2 separate regions of the Mus musculus genome follow, and region 1 is linked to region 2. The links are chromatin contacts, called in public Hi-C maps. All regions are on one chromosome and are shown on one strand. The core of a region is the stretch at or near the end of the contact, and the rest is flanking DNA. Distances in the headings are between cores, read along the strand shown. Region 1 overlaps Cwc27 (CWC27 spliceosome-associated protein). Region 2 has its middle 230 kb from the start of Adamts6.

Region 1 (7,456 bases), core at 2,300-4,799, 220 kb before region 2:
AAGTAGAAGCAGGGTTCTACACTCTGCCTGTCTTAGAATATTTCCAAAATGCAAGAATACTGCTAGATGTTGCCTGCCAAGACAACCGAGGGAGCATTAGGAATCCCTCAGGTTTGGGAACTCCTATGAGTCCCTTAGTGAGTTTAACATACCTTTGGTAGTAATGTATTTTATGGAATAATTAAGACTGTGTGCCTCAGGTGGCTAATCTTTGACTCATAGTGTACTTTTATCATTAATTAATACATTTCTTATTTTTATTTGTTCTTTACAGTTAATAACTGTGATATACATACACACTTAGGGAGTATAATGTGATGTTTTGATATCTTGAAGATGATTAAATAAAGTAATTAACATATCAGTTCTTCATGTATGTACTTTTTGTGTTGAGATACTTAAAATTTATTGGTATAAAATGTTTAAAAAAGTCATCAAATATATAAGAATATTCTTGTGTTTGGTCAAAGAGACTAACTATACTTAATATTTACAGCAGGAGAGAATGTGCCATTGTTAATCTTTAAAGGTTACCCTTTAAGAGTCTGTGTCTTAACTAACATAGTTCACTTGTGTAGTAAACCCAGACAGCCCTGTTCTCCATCACTTTCTAAGAACTGAGTGTTTCATTAAAGAAATGGTTGGAAGTGCTACACTATTACCATTATGCAGTTTCTGTACAAATCTATAAGGAAATACACAGAGAAAAGGACGTTATCATGCATTGTAGCATAGAAGTCATAGCCTTTTCTGATGTGTGCATGAGTGCATGTGTGCTACATAAACAAGGACTTTGGGGAAAGATTTAAATGGAAATGCTATCAAATAGGGGAAGGTTAATAATTGGGTCAGAGGTTATTTTGTTTTTGAGGTTACTTTGAGAGAAAACTTGCTTGCGTTGATTAAGAGGAAAACAGTTTTATTTAGGATTGTAGCTTTTATCGTTTTGGTTATAAGCCTGGTTTTTGATGACCAAGCCATCTCTCCAGCCCTAGGATTAAACTTTTTATTTAGGCTGCTATTTTTCCTTTGTAATACTGAATTCTTTATTTGTGAAACTATGCATTTTTTCTGAGTGTTCTGACTCTGAACAGCTGACAAATAAGTAAGAAACACTGTAATACTGGGGGCAATTTTCATCTTTTCAGGGCTACACTTATTTTACAATCTTCCAGTCACATCTGTTTGTTATATATTGTGCCTATAAGAAAATGGATCCAGATTTAAAATGTTTAGAATTTAGACTAGACTACCTCATTATAACCAAAGCATATGAAAGAGTCAGTGAAAATGATCACAGTGTACATAACAGATTTTAAGTTATGGAACTTGAGACCGGCACTGTCTGTCAGAGAGCTTTCTTAGTTTGAGCCTCAGCTTCCTCATCTATAAAACAGATGATAAGCCCATCTCTTTGCTAAGTGTATGTACACTTAGCTGATCATCAGAAAGTCTTGTGATTCAAAGACCATGTTCAGTAATTCTATCTTTAAGTCATCACATTATCTTTTAGGACCCCCAGAAGAACAATTCCAAATAGTCATTGCCAAGAAAAAGATCACTGGCTGATTTTGTTTTTCCTAAATATGTTATATGCTCCTTAACAGGGGAAAAATGAGAAGAGTATTAGGTTCAAGAATAATCATATTGATAGCTTATTTACCTAAGGCTTATAGTATATCAAAGGTATGCAGAGTACTTTTCAGTCTCCTTGGGTCGATTGTTTTATTATGAAGACTATTAATGTAGGCACCAACTTAAAATTGGGAATTTCCCTCCAAAGCCTTGCTTTAGGTGTATTCTATGAAGAATTTGAATCTGTTTATTTTCATTTCACTCTACTCAAAGTATTTTGACTTCCCTGTGACTTCTTTAACCTGTTGGTTATTTAGGAATATTATTTTCCACTACTTACAAATTTGTCAAATATTTCATTGTTCTTAGTTTCAAATCTCATTTCTTGTTGTCTTAGAACATACATTGTTTGATTTTTAACCCTTCTAAGTATATTTAGGTTTGTTTGTGGACTAATATTTGGGATTGTTTCCTATGTATTGAAGAGATTGAATTTCACACGTGAATGAAGTATTCCATAGAGAACCTATGCCTTTGATTGCTCACTACATGGCATGGATAGGAAGAGAAGGGGCAAATTGTATAACACTAAAGTCAAGATTTGTGTAAAGCCCCTCCCTGTGGTCATTCCTCTTTCTTCCATATTAGGAAGTAACCCAGGGGAGTGTGCAAACTTCCCCTGTATCACATAGCTAGTGAGGTTTGAACTACAGTGCAGACTTGTCTCTGGGGTTTCAAAGTATACAGAACTTACCGATGAGAAAGCATACATAGTATTTGCTTTTGCTATTGTTACTGTAGTTGTTATAAATACATTGTGCAGCTTTAATTCACAAGCACTTTTGCAATGTGAATTTACACTTTAAGAGGCCTGCTTTTCTAAATTATTGGTATACTTTTAGTGTGGCTGTTGAAAGAAGATAAAATCTTAATGATGGCAATTAGTATTTTATCATTAATTTGCTCCTAACATCAGAGGGAGTAAAGCCAATCAGAATTTGAACCACATAGAAGACATGGGTCTAAGTTTATACACAAACTCAATGGTCCTAGCAAAGAAAGCCTAGTGAAGCATTTTGACAGATATGCAGTTGATGGTTAAGAAGGTATTCTGCAGACCAGTGAAGCATGAGAGTGCAATCTCAGCCATAATATTCTAGCACTTCTTGGTACGTTTGCCCTCAGGTGTAGAGTTGGACCCAGGCTTTACTGCATGGTGTAGCAGAACTGACTTCCTCTCAGCAAATGGAGCATAGGCTCCATAAAAGAAGAGGAGAATGGAAGGGTGTTCCTAGGCCTCCAGAATGTGTTTGTTGATCTGCTTTTGTGTGTTCGTTACATTACGTTGAATACTCATTACCAAATTACCAGTTTCATGCCCTTTTGAACTAATTTATTATTATAAATATGCCACATATTCATTCTCAATGCTGAGTAAAATACCAACCCCAAAGCAGCCACAGAGTATGAAAATTCATGAAGTTATGGAAACTGCAGAAGACTGCCCTCCTCACCCAAAACATTCTTTCTATCCCCTTTAACCTATGTATTAGAAAAACCATCTGAAAACTCCTTCTGTTACATGTGCAGTGAAGGACCATTCCTCTGAATCCCAGAGAATCTAAATTTGTTTAATAATGACTTTGAGAGAAAAGCTTGACCAACCCATTTCTTGGTTGTCTCCTAAATTTTTAGTATGCCCAATTATCAATATATTGAATTTTGATCAAATGTAAAGTAGCTAAATAATTCTGGTAGTGCTTTGTACAGTTTTTTACCTAGAAGAATATTAATAAAACTATGCATTACTTCTGTAACATTTCTTTGAACCAGGGGTCCTCAAAGTCACCAGACTGTCTGCGCCGGTTCTCCAGGGTGCGCGTTAGAGAGAGAGTCTCAGTCCTCACTCTGAAGCTGTAGGAGGAGCTGAGTCAGCATTAGGAGCTGTAGGAGGAGCTGAGTCAGCATTAGGAGCTGTAGGAGGAGCTGGAGTCAGCATTATGAGTTTTAGCAAAGCACCAGGTGGCTCTGGTATTTGCTATAACATTTAGAAATGCCATTTAAAGAATAATCAACCAAAAATACACCTTTGTCTATTTTTTTCCTATGCTGTCTTTAGTGATATATATTCAGTATAGCTTTTGTTTTAGCGTTGACAGTGTAATGTGTATAAAAGTGTTAGTTTTATTCTACCTGGTCTATTCTTTGTGACTCTAGTTATTGTATACGCTTTTCTATCTAATGTGTTACTTATTAGCCATTTCTTACCAATTTATCTTTCTGTACTCCATTGTTTCTAATTATCCACACTATATCTGTAAAGTATCATCTCTCTAGATCATGTGATATATGTTTTGTATGCATACTTGGAGTATGCACATATGTGCACCTGTACACATGCAGATCAAGAACATCACACATGTATCCCTTAATCACTGTCCACATCATTATTGTTACTATTATTTTACTATTGTTATTTTTGAGACAAGTTCTCACATTGAACCTGAAGTTCACTGTTTTAGCTAAGACTTGCTGGCCAGTGAACTCCCAGGATCTGTGTATATCTGCCTCCCAGTGGTGGGTCTACATGGTCATGGCTGCTCTTAAATGGGTGCTAGGGATTTGAACTCAGGGACTTCTGCTTTTACTCCAAGTGCTCTTACCCACTGAGCTATCTCCCCAGCCTCATCATTTTAGATTTTGATATGGCTGTCAATGTCATAAGTTTATATGATATGCTTAGCACAGTTCTTAGGAGAAATTTTGGACTAGAGGAATAAAAAAGCAGACATGGAATTCTAATTATATTACTTCGTTGATTATAATTTTATTGAACTTTTTCTATAAAAGTTTGTTTATTCATAAAATTAAGACAAATATTGAATCTTGCCACATGTCCTACTGGTCTATTAAAGATATGTAAGGGCCCATGAAGACCAATATGCAGTGTATTTTATAAACTGGTAGTTTTATTCATGAGGCATGAATCAAGCCTAAATTAAGAGCTCATATAAATAAATATAAATAAAGCATCTTTCCCATTTAGACTGATGGAATTCACTTTGGATTTCACATTAGTTAAATTAAAATATGTTTTATTAGGTGCAAGTAGTTTCCAAAGTGCTTTTCCTGGCCCTTCTTGTCCTCATTCTCTGGGGGGGGCAGGGGGGGGAGGGCTGTTCTAGCAGGTCAGACAAGGTTTGGATGCTGCCTGTCTGCCAGGTAGTAGAGGAGTGGGAAGACCAGGGCCAGGTTGTCTATCATGGAAAAGAAGACCCAGAGCCTGCAGCAACCTTGGCATGAGTCAGCCCTTCTGTAAGGCCACTGAGGTTACAGCTTGTCTCAGCTAAGCCCCTTCAGCTTTTTGGAAACAATCTGAAAATTCATTTAGAGCAAAGATTTAAGTGTAAGTTAGTGTTTTTATAAAAGTCAGACAGTTCAAAATGATGGGCTCTACAGGTGCCCTAGAGCCTGCTGTGTCCACAAACTGCCACATTATTTACAGTGTGTCTGTATAGCATTAGAAAAGAAGAAAAGCAGGTTTAATTTGTTTCCTCCTCTTCCTCTTCCTTCTCTTCTCCCTCTTCCTTTTTTTTTTCTAGGTTTATGGTTTTGTTGTTTATTCTTGGAAGACATAATTATATGAATTCCTCTTCTCCTCTCCCCTATTTCTACCTTTTCTCTCCTCTGTCTCCTCCCCATGGCTATCAGGAAGGACAATTTTAAAAGTAAAATAGAGGTACAAGTTTATATTAAATCTCCAAAATTACCCTCTTAGTAGCTTAGTACATACTGGCTTCGTTGACTCATGCAGAAGCTGAGGCATCCCAGGCATGGGTCAGTCAATTCCAAAATGTTTCCACTAAAACTGGAGCATTCTTATTCTTTTCCCTCCCTCCCTTTCTTTCAGCTGGTCTGGACCGGTAGTTTTATCAATCATACAGCCCGTTTCTAAGGTGGTGGCTAGTAGACCTTCAATGGAAATCTTAGAGACCTACACTGAAAGCCTCTGTACACTGTAGTTATAGACTTGTTACTTAGTACAAATCAGAACATACTGTATGATAAAATTCATTTATTCTATGAGTGAGGCATGTTACATCTTTTGTTCTGTTCTTGACTTAATGAATTTATTTGAAAAATATGTGATAGATAGTGAAACCATGGTAGAAATTAAATATACAGTCATTAAGTGTCTTGAATACCAGAATGTTTTTAGTTGAGTAAATTTTTTTTCTAGTTGCATCAAGTATTTTAACCCTAGAGAAGGGTACAGAAGGAATGCATTGTGAGAACTAAAATATTCCCACCAAAAACTTCTTTCCAAACAAAAGCGAGTTTATCTTTGTCATCAGACTTTATAATTTATAAAATCATTAAGTCATATATTACATTCTGCAGAGCTAACCACTGGTTTCATTTTGATACCTTTATTTTTGTTTTTGTGTGTAGGCACATATAATATATGTATGTGGATAAATGAATCATATAAATGGAATAACACTCTGGTTTTCTTATATTATGTCTAAGGTATGGCCTAATTATTGGAAACTTCTCATTGTACACAGTATTGTACACTCCGTGCACCCTTAGTATGTGCAGATTCTTGAACACTTTAGAATTATTAGGATCAATATCTGGAACTTATTATTGATATGTATTACTAGAAGTTAAGGGAACCAAGCTATTTATATATAGTGTTAAGTGTGTGTGTGTGTGTTTGTGTGTGTGTGTGTGTGTGTGTGTGTGTGTGTGTGTGTATGTAGTGTTAAGTGTAATTTTTAGAAAATCTACTTAATAATGAAAATCAAAACACTGAATGATCTAAAACAATAATTACATTTAGCTAAATACAACTGCTTAGTCAGTGTGGCATAGTCATTGAGTACTCAGCATTGTCAGCTCTTCTTCTGTTGTTTGAGTTGCAAAGTGAAATAGCAGTTCTGTTTGACTGCAAGCCATACCAAAACAGTGAACCAACATTGAAATATGACACAACAGGGCTAATGAAGGGCCTTGGGTACCATACTGGAGTTGAGAGAAATTTTTGTGGAGAACATGCTCAAGAAGTCAAGATTAAAGAGTGGCGTGTCTGAGCTGTGGAGAAAGAGGAGTGCTGGGAGGAGGGCCTTAGGCACCATGATTGTGATAGGTTCCAGGCACTAGTGTGGGTTTTAAATATGTGCGGTAGGGTCTGGAGAGATAGCTCTTATAAAAGACCTGAGTTCAGTTCCCAGCACCCAGGTCAGGTGGCTCAAAACTGCCAACCCAACACCTTTTCTGGCCTCCTAGGGCACTGCACACATATGAGGCACATACAGACATGAAATAAAATTTAAAAAAAAATAAATGCATAGACTACATATGAAGGATGAAGCAAGAAGTCGAGATGAGGATAAAGGGGAGACCACGAAGAACCATGTAGTTTGGACTTTGAGAATTAAGGGGTGCAAGAGCAAAGATGTGAAATTAAACCTGATAAAGATTTGATTAAAAAGTGGCCATGTTCTGGTTTGCATACAAAGTCACAGATCTGTGTGGTGGCCATAATTCAGAGAGGCAGATGAACTGGGAGAGACCAAGCCTTCCAGTTAGATGTTGACAACTTAGACAGTTGTCACTATCAGATGAAGAACAGCACACAAGGGCAGTACAGACTGGAAAACTCCTACCTACCCAAAGTAGTGAACGTGAGACTAGAAACACAAAACAAAGTAAATATCACCCTCTTCCTCCTCGTTATCACTGTGTAGTGATCATCAGGAAGGCTTGCATAGAGATGTATTTGATAACAGACCTGAAGCAGACTTGGGTTTGACCATGTTCCTGGGCAGCTCAGAAGAAGCGCATACCTTGCTGCTTACCACACCTAAAACTGGCT
Region 2 (6,821 bases), core at 470-2,969:
TGAAGCCTGTCATGGAGTCAGCCTAGCCTTCTCAGGTTTAACTTTGTATTTCATTTCTGCAGAGCTCTACCTGACCAAACTATCACCTATGGAAATATTCACTCTGATAGCATGGAAATCCGTAACATTGCAGTAAACCAGGGACCTACTACATGGCAAAAAGTTTGCAGCCACGGACTTTGGCATAAACTCTACTGGTCATAACACCCACAAGTCAGAAGCTTTCACTTATGAGAGACAGGATTGTCTCAACACCACATCCCATGATTTGGGTATTACTTTGACTAAAGTTATTTATATGCATCTGTGGTCCACTGAAGAACTACAGGGTCTTGAAATTAAAAAGGTAGAAACCAGGGTAGCTCAGAGACTCTTATTAAAATAATCGAATATTCCAGGTGTTCCTTGAATCGAGGGACACCCCCCCCCCCCCATGTTCAATGATCCAAACTACATAATTATCATCCTGGACCCAGTTCTCATCTCAAACTCCATTACAATTTTTGTGTATGATATCAAGCCTTACAAGCTCCACCTGTACTTACTTTAAGGTACAACTTACAAGTATCTACCTAAAATTCTCTTTGGTGTTTCTACTGTCCTGTTTGTATTTTGAGTCTGTTGTCTTTGTATTTATCACTGTGACTTGGGCTTACTCCTAAATTCCTCCCAACCTTTGCCGAGATAAAGTCTTTCGTATGCTAATAAGGTGCTGGTGATTGGCAGTTCTGGGACACTTTCTGGTGGAACTGACCGCCAGAAGGAGGCGAGATAAGTTGGGACTTTCACCTCCACCACGTGACCGCAAATGGAGGAGACAGAACTTGAGGGTTAAATTAGTCACCAAGCAGCCCCCTTTATAGTGGACCAAGCCTACCTGGTTGTTGCCAGGAACTGTGGGGGTGCAGTTTAGACGGGATACCAACTGTGAACTCATCCCTTTTCCAATCTCCGGCTATCTACACTTGAGAAGCAGTTAACTTGCTATTTTGTGGTGGGAGTTATTTTCGCTTGATTGCAGTGAACCCAGGAGGGTCTGAAGTCCTTTCTGCTGGTTGAATTCCCATGGGCTCGGAGCCTCCCACCCCCATCCCAGCCTGTGAGGCTCCACTCACGTTGCTTTCCTGGCACCAGAAAAATTCTGCAAGAATAATGAATTTATTGTTAAATCCGCTCTTCCGGCAAAAGCTGCCATTGCTGCCCCGGAAACATCTTTACATCACAAAAGTATTGGTCTCCTTTTAAAGTGAATGAATAAATGAACCAAAATACCAATGCTTTCATTTCCTGGACTCCAAAGCCATGCTTACAGTAATAAAAGACAAACCAGTGTAACTAAGTATAGATGAAAGAGGGTGGAGTTACCTAGTGAAACTCACATGTAAAAGCTCCCTTGGCTGAAAGACAGACCTGTCGGGATACGAAATTGGCATTTCAGAGCCATGTAATTTATGTAAATGAGACTCTGAAAGGTATTTTATCTTGGTCATGTGCATAATCTGAAAAGAAAAAACCATCAAGATCCTCCCTGAAGATCATCGCTTCCCGCTGCAGCTTTCTGGGTGATTTATCAAGATACTGGACATGAGGCCACTCCTTTAAGTGGTGGACAGTTTAAATTCCATAATTCTGACCACTTCTGAGCACCGAGTCTGGGCCTGGAGTCCTCCCTAAGCCCTGGGCCACTGCTTGCGTGAACAATGGGCCCACAGCTGCCTCCGCGCAGCCGCAGTGGGCTGCAGCCAGCCTGACTGGGAATGATTAGCCTTCTCCAGGCAGCTCTTCCCCCCACCGAGTCGCTGGCAAGGATCCGGCTTGGAGACAGCTCGTGTGTGCTCCTGGCGCGGCGTCTGCTGTTGTCATAGATGTCTGGGGGAGCCTGGCGGGCCCCTTGCAGCGGAGCTTCAGGACAAACGGGGGGTTTCATGGGGGTGGAAGGGATAGGGTGGGGTGGAGGCGTCTGTCCTGAGTGTGATTCCATGCAGGGGTGAAGAAGCTGGTCGGAGAAATAAACTAGAAAAAGGTCCCAGCCACGCAGGAGCCCAGGAATGCCAGGGTCGGGTTTCTTTGGCCCGGAAGTCATGGACCTCAATAACCTACCGAGGACCCTAGCTAGGGCGCTTCATTGTAGTTGACCTGAGACCTCTTGGCTGTCTAAAAGCCAGCTGTAAAACAAAACTTCACATCAAAGGACAGATGTGGCTGGGAGCAAGTTACCCATACAGTGCTAAAGCTCAGAGGGCTCTGTTTTCCTGGGCGTTAGATTCCCAACACCCCACAGGCACGGGAATGAAGACATACAAAGCCTTGGGGGGGCGGGAGCGGTTACTCGCAAACTAGTGATCTCCCTTTCTTCCTTTAAAGATTTTATTTTTATTTATTTTATGTATGAGTGCCCTGTTACTGTCTTCAGACACACCAGAAGAGGGCACCAGATCCTATTACAGATGGTTGCGGGCCACCGTGTGGTTGCTGGGAATTGAACTCAGGGTGAGCAACCAGTGCTTTTAGCCCCTGACCCATCTCTCCAGCCCTTTTCTTTCCTTTTATTGATTGGGGTGGACTCTAGGGGCTCCTGTTTGCTGAAATCGTGTTTTACCTCTAAGGTATACCCAACCATGGGCAGGTTATGGTTTTAAGTTTTAAGATCTTTCTTAACAAATCCTTATTTCGAGCTTCGGAGTTACTCAAATCATTTGCCCACCTGGAAGTCAAGAGATTCTGTTTCCAGACTCTGTTTCTCACTAGGAAAGGGTGCTAGCTAGCATTGCAGTCTGCAGATAACATCTAAAAGGGGAAAAAAATTACATAAATAAAACTGAAGAGAAGAAATCATTTGGGAGTAACCCTATCCCCTCAAAACTTGATAAGATCTAAGACACCTCAATCCCCTACGACAAGTGGGAACCTGCGCACTGACCTACACGGTCCAAAATGGCCTACTCAATAGGGGTTTGTCTCCCCCCCCCCCCTTCAAACACAAAGCCCCTAACTGTTAACAGGTCATTTTTAAGTGGCACTGTAGCTCTTTCTTTTAACTGGTACAAAACAATCCCTTGCATCATGAAGGATGACTCACTCCAGGACCCAGACGTCCCTATGGTATCTGATTTCTTCCCCAGACACTTAGATATGACCCTGGGTCAGAAGAGCTTTTCACCCTGGTCATATTTTTCTTCCTTGTTTAATTCAACATTGTTTTGTACTTATAAGGAATTGTTACCCTAATAATCTTCCTGCCAAATTGGCCTTAATATAATCCACCTATCACTGACCGACTACAAGAGAAAAATTAAACAAACGTTTTGCTGTTGTCCCTTCTCCCCTGGGGTGGAGCTTCTGAAGCCAGAAAGCCACTTGGATCGTGTATACAACGTTGGTAATTGCATTCCTAGATTCTACAAAATGCCACAGTACTCTCCAGACTCCAAAATAGCTGTTGCAAACAATGACAATTACTGCCCAGACATTTTCAAACACAGCAGGTTACTGGCTGAGGCTGTGATGGAAACCCTAAAAAATATATAAATATTTTGAAATGCTCTGTAAATCAAATTGATGCCCCAGACATAGAGGGGGTTGTGTTGAAGCAGCTGAAGTCACTTGGAAGGTGAAAGGCTCTGTTGAAGGGGGTTTGAAAGTTTGGAGCTTGTTAATATTAAATCATAACTAAATGACTGCTAAGTTGCTTTCTCTTTCTCTCTCTTCAGGAATATAGAATACAATTCTGTCTGGTCACTCTCTCTCTCTGTAAGGGACCTTACTCTATTAAAACAAATCAAAACAAAACAAAAATCACACGGCCAGTCTTCAATTCCTCCACTGCTTCCGTCTGCTCAGTGGCTCCAGCAGCAGGCGAGCGTTGTTGGGTGGTGGTAACTATGACCTCTGACCTCTGGTTATTTTGGGAGACAGGAAGCACTGCCTGCCACCAGCCAAGAGACTTTGATGCTGGCCACCAAGAGTCAAGAGCAAAGATGGATGCCAAAGCAGCCACAACCCCAAGAAATGGCAGTGGTTACAGGACAGCCTGTAGAGGCTCAGCTTATAAATCTTGTGTGGGCTGATTTTCCCATGTCTCACTTTTTCAGGGGGTTGCTGTATTGTTAAGAGTTCTATAATTGATGCAGTGCAACTTTAAGACCACGTGCCATAGGGACCTATCCTGTCCTGGGCTTCAAAGAAACTTCTCAGACTCTGCATGGTCGGGCTGCCCCCTGCCCTGGGGCAAGAGAGAATTACAGTGAAAGCAGTTTATAGACTATCCTCTACTTACTGCTTTTTGTCTTCCTGTGGAACTGTCTCCTGAAGAAGATGAACTGTTTGATGATGCTCTGCCTCATGCAGGTCCCGGGGCAGACTCTTGGTATTACTTGCAACAGGAATCCAACATGTCAACAAAAAGGAAACTTTGCAATTCATATTAAGTTGATCATCCTTAACCTGAAAATTGAAAATAAAAGATGCTCTGAAATTGAACCTGGAGATGTGGTTCAATTGGTTAATTGCTTGCTTATCACTCATGAAGTCCTGGATATGATTCCCCAGTCCAAGAATTGTGCCCACTCCTCTAACAATAGTAATTCAAGTTCCCCCTCCACAACTTGGTGATTCCAAGATGAACTTGATCTACTGGAGCCTCTGTCTAAAAAATCAACCATACAAACAAACAAACAAAAGGCTAAATCTAATCCAATCCAATCCAAATCAAACACTCCCAAATCTAAAACATGTTGGTATGACATCTAAAAAGTTTGGGGTTCTAGACCATTATAGATTTTAAAGTCTAGACAGATATTCCAAACTCTGAAAAATTCAATATCTGAAACCCAGTGAGTCCAAAGAATTTTACATAAGAGATAATTTAGCTGTCCTACAAAAGAGGACATGCTGAAGCTCATGGCAGCCTGGGCCTCTAGGGCCATGGACCCATTGTCTAGCTCTGTTATCAGTAGGGGGAGAAACCATACAGAATGAGTGTTGTAGAGATGAGAACTGTAACCTGGGTTGCTAATGATCGACAGGAAGTTACTACTTGTGGTCCTTAGCAACCCAAAGTCAAAGCATCAACAACCATGTCTTATGAGCACTAACCAGTATCCTAGTTACAATCTTTTTCCTTTTCTGTGTTTCTACAGAGCCCCTTCTGTAGGGCACTCTAGTGTTCATGAGGGCTCAATCCTCAAGACCTAATCATCTCCCATAACTCCCATACTTTCAAACCATCACATGAGGGGTCTAATATCAACACCAATTTAGGGGTGGATGCCAGACTGTAGTGGCATTACTGGGCCACTTATTATCTGGTCAAAGATGTCAATTTTTAATGATGTATCCTTGCCACAGTGTTTTAATGTGCTAATACTCTAGTTCATCTGTGTCCTTACTCTCTTCCTCTTAACAGTGTCCAAATACAAGACAATAGGAAGAGTTGAGAAACGTTGTGCTACTTGAAAGGAAATATATAGATGTCCACACCAGTATTTTTCATCGTGTGTTTGCATATTTGTTATTAAGGTACTTGGGAGTGTATTATGTCTATCTCTAATCCTCATATGTTATAAGGAGAGTACATTAAAAGTGACTTTTGGTACCATTTAAGCACTATTATATTATATATACATATAATCTGAAAAGCATACTATGTAGATGAAAAATGTACTACATAATAGATCAGTTGTTTCTGGAAGAATTGTGAGAGATAACAAGTTTTTTTCTCTCTCTCTCTCTCAGGATTCTTTATTCTCTTATGGGGCTACAGAGTGGTATCTCACAAATGACTTAAGTCTAAGATTGAATTTTTAATTCAAGAACCACTTACTAGGTAAAAGTGGTGATACCCATGCCTGTAGCCACTTGAAAGGTTGGGGCAGGAAGATTTGAGGTTTATGAGTAGTATAGAAAACCTAGCTGGATTCTCAACAGAAAATAAGCCAAAACCCATCTGATGATTTACTGGAGTGGTCATTACATACCAGGTGTCGATCACTGAGTTCTGTAAGTGTGGTTGAAGAACTTCTGCCTCACTGGTTAGGCAGTGTCTCCACACATCATGAAAAAAAATGTCTAGGCTTCTTCATTTGACCTCAAGGGTTCTTGATGAGTAAATAGAATTGGAATTTCATACAAGAATAAGCTCAGTGGAGTGAAGAAGAGGGTGACATAAAGGTCAGGAGGGTCTCATGGGACATCAGTGGAAGAGTCATCTCTCACAAGGCTGGAACCAGATGTTGCACTACTGTCTGGAGCTAAAGTAGCTAGCTGCTCTGCCTGGTAGCCAGATGGTCCCTCTGCTCTGGCCACCTCTGCATGGCTGGATTTTCTCTGTGAAGCCAACATTCTCTGTACCTCCATGCGTTATAGCAGAAGATGTCCACCCACAGAGCTCAAATGTAGGTGTCCTGTAAGGTCACTGAGAACCATAGACTGGCAGAAGCCATGAAGGTTCTTAACATATGAACTTCATATGTCTTAAGAGGATCCATTGGCCATCTATACCACGGTTTCACCTGCTTAGCTGTTGCCAAGTGTGCTGGCTGGCTAATTTTATGTGAACTTGACACAAGCTAAAGTAATTTGGGAAAAGGAAACTTTATCAAGAAAATGACCCACCAGATTGGCCCATAGCGCATATTTTTTGATCAGTGATCAGTGTGGAAGGACCCAGACCATTGTGAGTAGTGCTGCCCTGGGTGCTATAACAAAACAGGTCGAGCAAGCTACAGGGAGCAAGTTAGTAAGCAGCACTCCTTTATGAACTCTGCATCAGCTCCTACCTTGAGTTCCAGCCCTGATTTCCCTTTGTGATGGGTGGTCACCTG

Evidence for each region. A called contact is a pair of places that touch in the nucleus more often than the background predicts.
Region 1: a Hi-C map of the N1E-115 cell line shows a contact between it and region 2, with 2.8 times the contacts expected there. The contact joins two enhancer-like sites. A contact is called at or near these places in 2 of 484 Hi-C or Micro-C datasets (the N1E-115 cell line and nephron progenitors) and 1 of 9 other capture datasets (embryonic stem cells).

Annotation. Positions count from the first base shown.
Region 1 is chr13:104,739,119-104,746,574 of GRCm38.p6, reverse strand. All of the region lies in intron 10 of Cwc27 (CWC27 spliceosome-associated protein), which reads left to right. Among named protein-coding and RNA genes, the nearest start is that of Cwc27, 74 kb to the left of the region's middle. Within about 2 kb of position 3,549, at least 25 of the 459 cell types and tissues checked have an H3K27ac peak or open chromatin away from gene starts, as enhancers often do. A contact at or near this core is called in the N1E-115 cell line, where this site is marked.
Region 2 is chr13:104,513,444-104,520,264 of GRCm38.p6, reverse strand. No RefSeq gene overlaps it. Among named protein-coding and RNA genes, the nearest start is that of Adamts6, 230 kb to the right of the region's middle. Within about 2 kb of position 1,719, at least 215 of the 459 cell types and tissues checked have an H3K27ac peak or open chromatin away from gene starts, as enhancers often do. A contact at or near this core is called in the N1E-115 cell line, where this site is marked.